2 separate regions of the Mus musculus genome follow, and region 1 is linked to region 2. The links are chromatin contacts, called in public HiChIP or PLAC-seq maps. All regions are on one chromosome and are shown on one strand. Each heading gives the region's core, a stretch centred on a gene start, on an enhancer-like site or on the middle of the called end of the contact. The rest is flanking DNA. Distances are from core to core; before and after follow the strand shown.

Region 1 (3,156 bases), core at 183-2,682, 160 kb before region 2:
TACGCTGGTTGGCAGGCTTGACAGTGACGATGAGGTTGTGGCTGTTGGCGACCATCATGTCCGTCACTTGGTCCAAGGTCTTCCCGGCCACCTCAATGCCGTTGACCTCAAGGATCTCATCACTGACCGCCAGCAGCCCTGTACTCTCAGCCAGGCCCCCACGTACCAGGCGGGAGATGAAGATACCTGGAACCCGCTCCAGGCCCTGGGGAGCCACGCGAACACTCATGCCATCTCGAATGTAGAAGCCCAGGGGACGGTCTGAACCATGTTTGTGCAGCCTCACTCGTCGGTGGGTCTCAGGTAGTAGGTCCACATCTATAACTGAAGACACCTGGCGGAAATCTTGGGGCAAGCTGATTAACAAGGGTGGCCTGGTGCGCAGAGGTGCCACTGGTCGTAGCAGGAGCCCTTTCTTGCGCCTTTGTAGAGAGTTGGAGGCAAAAGCCAGGCCACTCGAGTCACCTTCTGCTGCAGGAGAGGGGGGGGGACTAAGATTAGAGACTTCTCCCAATTGGGCCTGTGATAGGGACAATGTCAACTGTTTTCCTGCTACTTGGAGGTCAGACCAAGGGCAGAGGCTACAGAACATAAAGCCTGGGGGCCCTGGGTATGATCTACCCTGATATACCTGTCCTATCACCCTAACCCAAGAAAGCTGCCCACTGTACCCCATCCTCACCCCGTTTCTGAACCAAGAGGCGCAGAGGTGGGGGCCCGCTGGCCAGGGCCCGGTGCAAACTGTCATCGTTGGTGAGGGGCAGCAAGTCACCGTGAGCATCCGTATAGCCAAGCAGGACGTCCAGGCCAGGGATCTGGTGTACCACACACAGCAATCGCGAGAACTCCTGAAAGCCTCTCACCGAAGTGCGGGGTAGTGCAAAGCGTCGGAACTCGGCGTCAAACTGGAGGCGGGAGGGAAAGGGAACGGAGTGTCAGGACATCCCAAGCCCCTTTCTCACCACAGCACTGAGGCTGTCAGGAGAGGGAAAGGTTGCTGGAACAGCTGCAGCCTTAGGCTTAAACCTCAGCTCCAGTACAAGGGACACTGTCCAAGGTCTTTCCCTTGCTCTCCACATACCCAGGCCACAGAGGGACTCTGGAAGTCCGTAGTGGGAGGGAGGATGCGATGAGGGGAGGCAGACAGAAAAGCAGAATAGGACGGAGGATGGAGGACAGAAAGAGGTGATGGAGAGCCAAGGAACTAATAAGGGAGAGAAAGGGAATTAGGAGCCCTAGCGCAGTGGCTAGAGCCGAGACCAGAGAAGCCCTTACTTTGCTCTTCACCTCGACGATGCTATCGGGACTGCGCGCCGGAGTCCTCTGCGGCCTGGCCATTGCAGGGCCTGGCGGGCGGGGGACAGTGCCCCACAGCAGCCCGCCGAGGCGCAGGTGCACAGCCCGGCCCGCTGGCCCGAGCCGCCCCGCCCCTGGCGGTAGCACTCGCCCCGCCCTCCCACCCAAACCATGACGTCAAGGGGGACGCGACACCGAGAAACGTGGAGTCTACGTTTCCTAGGAAACGGAGACGGAGGCAGAGAGGGCTTTCTCTGTTCTTACGTCATTACGCTATGGTTCGAGCGTCCCAAAAAGGACTCGACCAATCCGAAGGCAGAATGAGGGAACAAACATTTATTAAGTTGTCCGTGCTGTCATTTTCATTTTGTAAAGGAAACTACGGCAACATTTTAGGAAAATTCTGGAGGTCTTACACAGAGCCAAAGTGGCTTCAGGCCCCATTCTCTGCTGCAGCCTCCTAACCTGGATCGCTCTCATCCAATCTAGTCCTTGCCTTTTCCTTTCCGGCTCTAGAGTTGTACTGAGGAACAGCTCACGGGCTCAGAGAGATGCCCCGGTAAGAATAAACTGTCATCAGCCAGCAGCTAGGTCAGTCAGCAGGACCCGGGAAGAGCTTGCGCAGGCGCAGAACCGCGAGGGGGGCGGAGTCTCAAACTTAGGATCCGCCTGGCGGTCACGTGCTTCCTCTCCCGCTAGAGGCGGAGCGGCGGTGCTCGCGGGAAGACCCTTTCCTGGGGGTCGCCCAGGGTGCCGCCCTGCTAATGTCCGATTCAGGGTTGCTGGCCCTACAGCCCTGGATTCGAGAGCTGATCCTAGGTTCAGAAACACTGTCAAGTCCACGAACCGGGCAGCTGCTCAAGGTAAGCAGGTCGCTCAGATCCCAGAGACCCGGGTAGAGAAGGCGGGAGTGAATTGACACTAGCCACTACTGTTGTGTTAGGTACTCCAGGACTCGGAGACTCCCGGCCCTTCTTCCGCCCCTGACACACCTGACACCGGGGCCGTGTTACTTGTGTCAGACGGAACCCACAGTGTCCGATGCGTGGTGACGCGCAACGCCATCGACACCTCCGACTGGTAAGAGAAGTGCTACTTGTCAGCGGAAGGTGGGAGGCCAGCTGGCTAGTGGGGCATTGAACCTGAAGTGGGCGGGTACTGGAGAAGTGGGGAAAGCTCATTCCCCAGGCGTATGGGGGTTTGTGCCTGTGCTCTGGACAATGAGGGCTGTGCTCGCCGCAGGGAGGAGAAGGAGCTCGGATTCCGCGGGACCGAGGGCCGGCTCCTGCTACTGCAGGCCTGCGGGCTCCGCGTTCAGGTGGCTCAGGACCATGCGGTGAGTGGTAAGGCTCACTTGGGCGGGTTGGTTACTGTACCTAGCTCTTTGTCACCACTCCTGAGACACCACTCCCCAACTCCTCCAGCCTGCGGAGTTCTACCTCCAGGTGGATCGCTTTAACCTGCTGCCCACGGAGCAGCCCCGGATACAGGTGACTGGTTGGTAAGTGGTCCCTTTAAGGGAAGGGGATGTAGCTCAGTGGCAGACTACAGGCTTCGCATGGCTGAAGTCCTGAGGGCTTCAGTCTAAATCTCTCCATATTCCTCTCCCCAAAACAAAACAGTTAAATGAAGCTTCCACCTTTTGTCTCTTCACGCGCACTTGGCATAGATCTTCAGGTGAGAGGGATGGGCATCAATAACCCTGATCACCTACCACCCTCCTCTTTCTCCCAGCAATCAGGATTCAGATGTGCAGAGAAAACTCAATGAGTGTCTTGAGTAAGTTTGGGGTTGGGCCCTGAGGCTGTGCGCGGTATGGTCACGGGTGGCAGAGCTGGGTAGATTGGCATCAGAGCTGTC
Region 2 (3,047 bases), core at 86-2,585:
GGACTGTCACTGATGCTGTTAGGCTGCTGAGCCCAGGTCCCATAGCAAACCTAGCCCCTGTTGTCCTCGGGTGCCCTTGAGGGGCTGGGCTAGGGCCGGGTGGCTAAGTCTCCCACTAGGCATCTATAAGTTCCAGGCCTCTCCTAATGCTTGGATTCTATTCCCAGTCACATCCCCTCCTCCACAACCTTCAGAAATAGCAGGAAGCTGAGGAGAGAGAATTCTAACCCAGCTTGTCCTAGCCCTGGCCAGGCCTGTCTGAAGGGCTTAGGGTTGCCAGCCACTGTTTCTGGGCGCCAGGTTTCTCCAACAGGGTCAGAACTGGTTTAGAAGCCCTGTGTGGTCCCCTCGTGGGCGAGCTAAGGAATCAGCCTGTCTCCCTCCCTCCAGTTGCCTTGGCTGGCAGGCTGTCCCTTTTCCCTTGGTCACAGGGAAATGTGGGTCTTAGCCAGAGAAAGTGGTCTGGAACTGGCCCTTTGACATTGTCTCTGGGGGCTTTTAAAAATGAGTTTCCTGGTAAGGCAGACTCTTCCAGCCTTGGGCAGGATTCTCAGTAGAGTCTCCCGGGTTTGCTCTGATCTGACAAACTCCAGCAGAAACCACCCAGCCGCCTGCATTCCAGCAGTGCTCAGAGCCGTGGCTTCTCCCGATGCAGTGTCAGCAGAATGCAGCAATGGAAGCACAGGGGTGTCTGCTCTGAAGCTTGTGTGAAGTCCCAGGGGTGGGGCTGTACAAAGGAGCATTCTAGCTTTGTTCTGCTCAACCCCAAGCATATTTTCCTACCTTCTTTAGTAATGGTTGATGTCAAAAGTGATGCTAGTGGGATTTGTCACTGAGTCATGAGAGTGTGGGCCTATGCCTACTATTGACAAGTGGGCAGTGAGTGTCCAGGTGGTCTGCAAGCCAGTGGTCAACTCTTCTGGCTTTAAAGGCTGTTTGGACAGCTGGTTCTATACCTAAAAGGTCTGCTCTACCAATGTGTTCAAGGAGGCTCAGAGAACAAAAGACAGCCGAGGTGGGGACTGACAGAGTCCCACCAGGCCTGCCTGATATCCTAGCCTCTCTATACTCTTGACTGTGAGACTCTGGACAAGGTTCTGGCTTTTAATTGATAAGCCTTTGAAATTGACATGTCTGAGAGGTCCAGCACAAAGATTGCTCCTGGCATGGGAAGGAGACCATTGCATAGCCTGTGTATGTCCAGGCCTTCTGAGGTGAAAACTCTCACTGGAGTACCAGGTATTTGATGAAGACTATCTGGTTGTTAAAGAGAAAGTATTTGGCAGTTGGGGAAGTTGCTGAGCTAGTCTTCTGAGAGAGAAGTTTTGTGATGTAAGGCAAAGTCTGGGATAGAGGAAGTGTCATGCTGTTGGAGAGCTTATCTTCAGGATCCCCAGTGGGAGTTGATAGCTTGCCTCGGGAATCTTCCCAGAGCATGTGCCAGGGCTTAGAAGGACAGAGTGTGCAGGGGCCTGGATCCTCAATGCTTTAGGAATGAAGGATCAGGGGATCCAGTAGGGTAGTGGGCTTGCTACCCTGGGAACTGATGGGGCCAGTGACAGGAGGCACTCCAGTCAGAGGACTGAGTTTTACTCTGGAGCCTTCCTGTGCCTGTCTTGATCTCTAGGGAGCTGAAGAGGAAGTCTTTTGACCTGAAGAGAATTTTAGGCTGACTGCTATGACTGCATGGATAAACAGACAGTTTGGCCTAGCTGCTGTCAGCTCTAGAACTTCTTGTAGTAAACGTTTGAGAACTTGGTGGCCCTGGACCAAAACCCCTTGTTCATGTTGGTCCCTCAGGCTCCGGTAGCAACATGTTTGCTGGTAGATACAAATATATAAATCAGGACACGACTATGACATGGTAAATGAAGTCTGCTTCATTTCAGTACTTATTAGGTGGGATAGCTCATATTTTTAACCATTTGTTTCATACCCACAAAAACCATTTCAGAGGCATTAATAATCTTTCTTTTTCCTTTTTTCTTTTTGAAAGTCAAGTGAAGCCAAAGTTTATTTAAGAGGACAATTTTATAAGAGTTTCAAAGAAAAACCCCAGGGCAAGCAAGTTGTAAATCTCAGTAGCTGCCTGGAGGAGGAGAATGGAAAAGGAAAAACAGCCATGCAGTTTGAGTTAAACCATTGTGGAGGTCAGCCATTTGGCAGCATACAGAGCTCCATGGTGGGAAATGGGGCATTAGAGGAGTGAAGCCCAGTATGTTAAGAAAAATATGCTTAAATAAGGGAGGAGAAAAGAAGAAAGTTATGCTTCTCAAAGTAATTCAGAAAAGCTGGCAGACTTATGAAGCAGCATGGCTGTAAGGAACTACTAGACAAGTGTTCTAAGATAAAGTATTGTCCTGTCTGTACCCCACCCCCTAGTTCTGTTTTTCTTTTCTTTATCAAGACAGGGTCTTATAGCCTAAGATGGCCTTGAGCAACTGAACTACTTCTGCCTCCAAATGCTAGTATTATAGGTATGTGTCATCACACCTGGGTTTGTACAGTGTTAGGAAATGAACCCAGGACTTCGTATATGCTAGGTAAGCTTTCCGCCAGCTGACCTAAAACCTCTCTTCCATGTTTCTTTTACAAAGATTGTGCACTTGTCTAGTCTCAAGGTTATTACAATGTGGAGGTAGAAATGCAGGCAATAGACTGTTATAGACTGTTATAGCAATAGCCATCAATATAATTAGATTTTTTTTCCTTGAAAAACCCATCTGAATTACTACAATAATCCAAGTATTTCTGAGTTGAATACCTCCTGTTACCCATGCCTTACTCTCAAAGTAGCCAGATTGTGAGAATAAGAAAGAACAGAACCCCTTATCAGAGTCATTGCAGATGCCTGGGTTAGAGACATTGGAAGATGTGCACATATCACTAAAAGCCAGATGGCTTCTTTTAACTTGCTTTGCCTTCTCTTTTTTATCATCTTTAGGATGGCCATGGGAGAAAAGTAGATGAAAGTGGCCAAGTTGGCACGAACACATTGGATCCTCCTCAAGCTAAGGTGCACCCTATTAGTGCCTAGGAGCCACAGA

Evidence for each region. HiChIP or PLAC-seq counts read pairs in DNA pulled down with a chosen protein or histone mark.
Region 1: an H3K4me3 HiChIP or PLAC-seq map of bone marrow-derived macrophages shows a contact between it and region 2, with 2.0 times the contacts expected there. The contact joins the promoter of Pard6a here to the enhancer-like site in region 2. A contact is called at or near these places in 5 of 39 promoter capture datasets (the C10 cell line, the SN4741 cell line, cranial neural crest and 2 more), 4 of 115 datasets of contacts at active chromatin or transcription factors (bone marrow-derived macrophages, embryonic limb bud, embryonic stem cells and 1 more) and 3 of 9 other capture datasets (adipose tissue, liver and pancreatic islet).

The regions. Positions count from the first base shown.
Region 1 is chr8:105,699,923-105,703,078 of GRCm38.p6, reverse strand. It overlaps Pard6a (par-6 family cell polarity regulator alpha), which reads right to left and starts at 1,432. Exons shown (of 3, transcript NM_019695.3): 1 at 1,276-1,432; 2 at 683-905; 3 at 1-471. The coding sequence starts at 1,338. It overlaps Acd (adrenocortical dysplasia), which reads left to right and starts at 1,851. Exons shown (of 11, transcript NM_001012638.2): 1 at 1,851-2,159; 2 at 2,240-2,376; 3 at 2,539-2,632; 4 at 2,721-2,797; 5 at 3,031-3,075. The coding sequence starts at 2,061.
Region 2 is chr8:105,542,324-105,545,370 of GRCm38.p6, reverse strand. The region is part of intron 1 of Atp6v0d1 (ATPase, H+ transporting, lysosomal V0 subunit D1); the gene reads left to right. Among named protein-coding and RNA genes, the nearest start is that of Atp6v0d1, 22 kb to the left of the region's middle. Within about 2 kb of position 1,335, at least 87 of the 459 cell types and tissues checked have an H3K27ac peak or open chromatin away from gene starts, as enhancers often do. A contact at or near this core is called in adipose tissue, bone marrow-derived macrophages and liver, where this site is marked.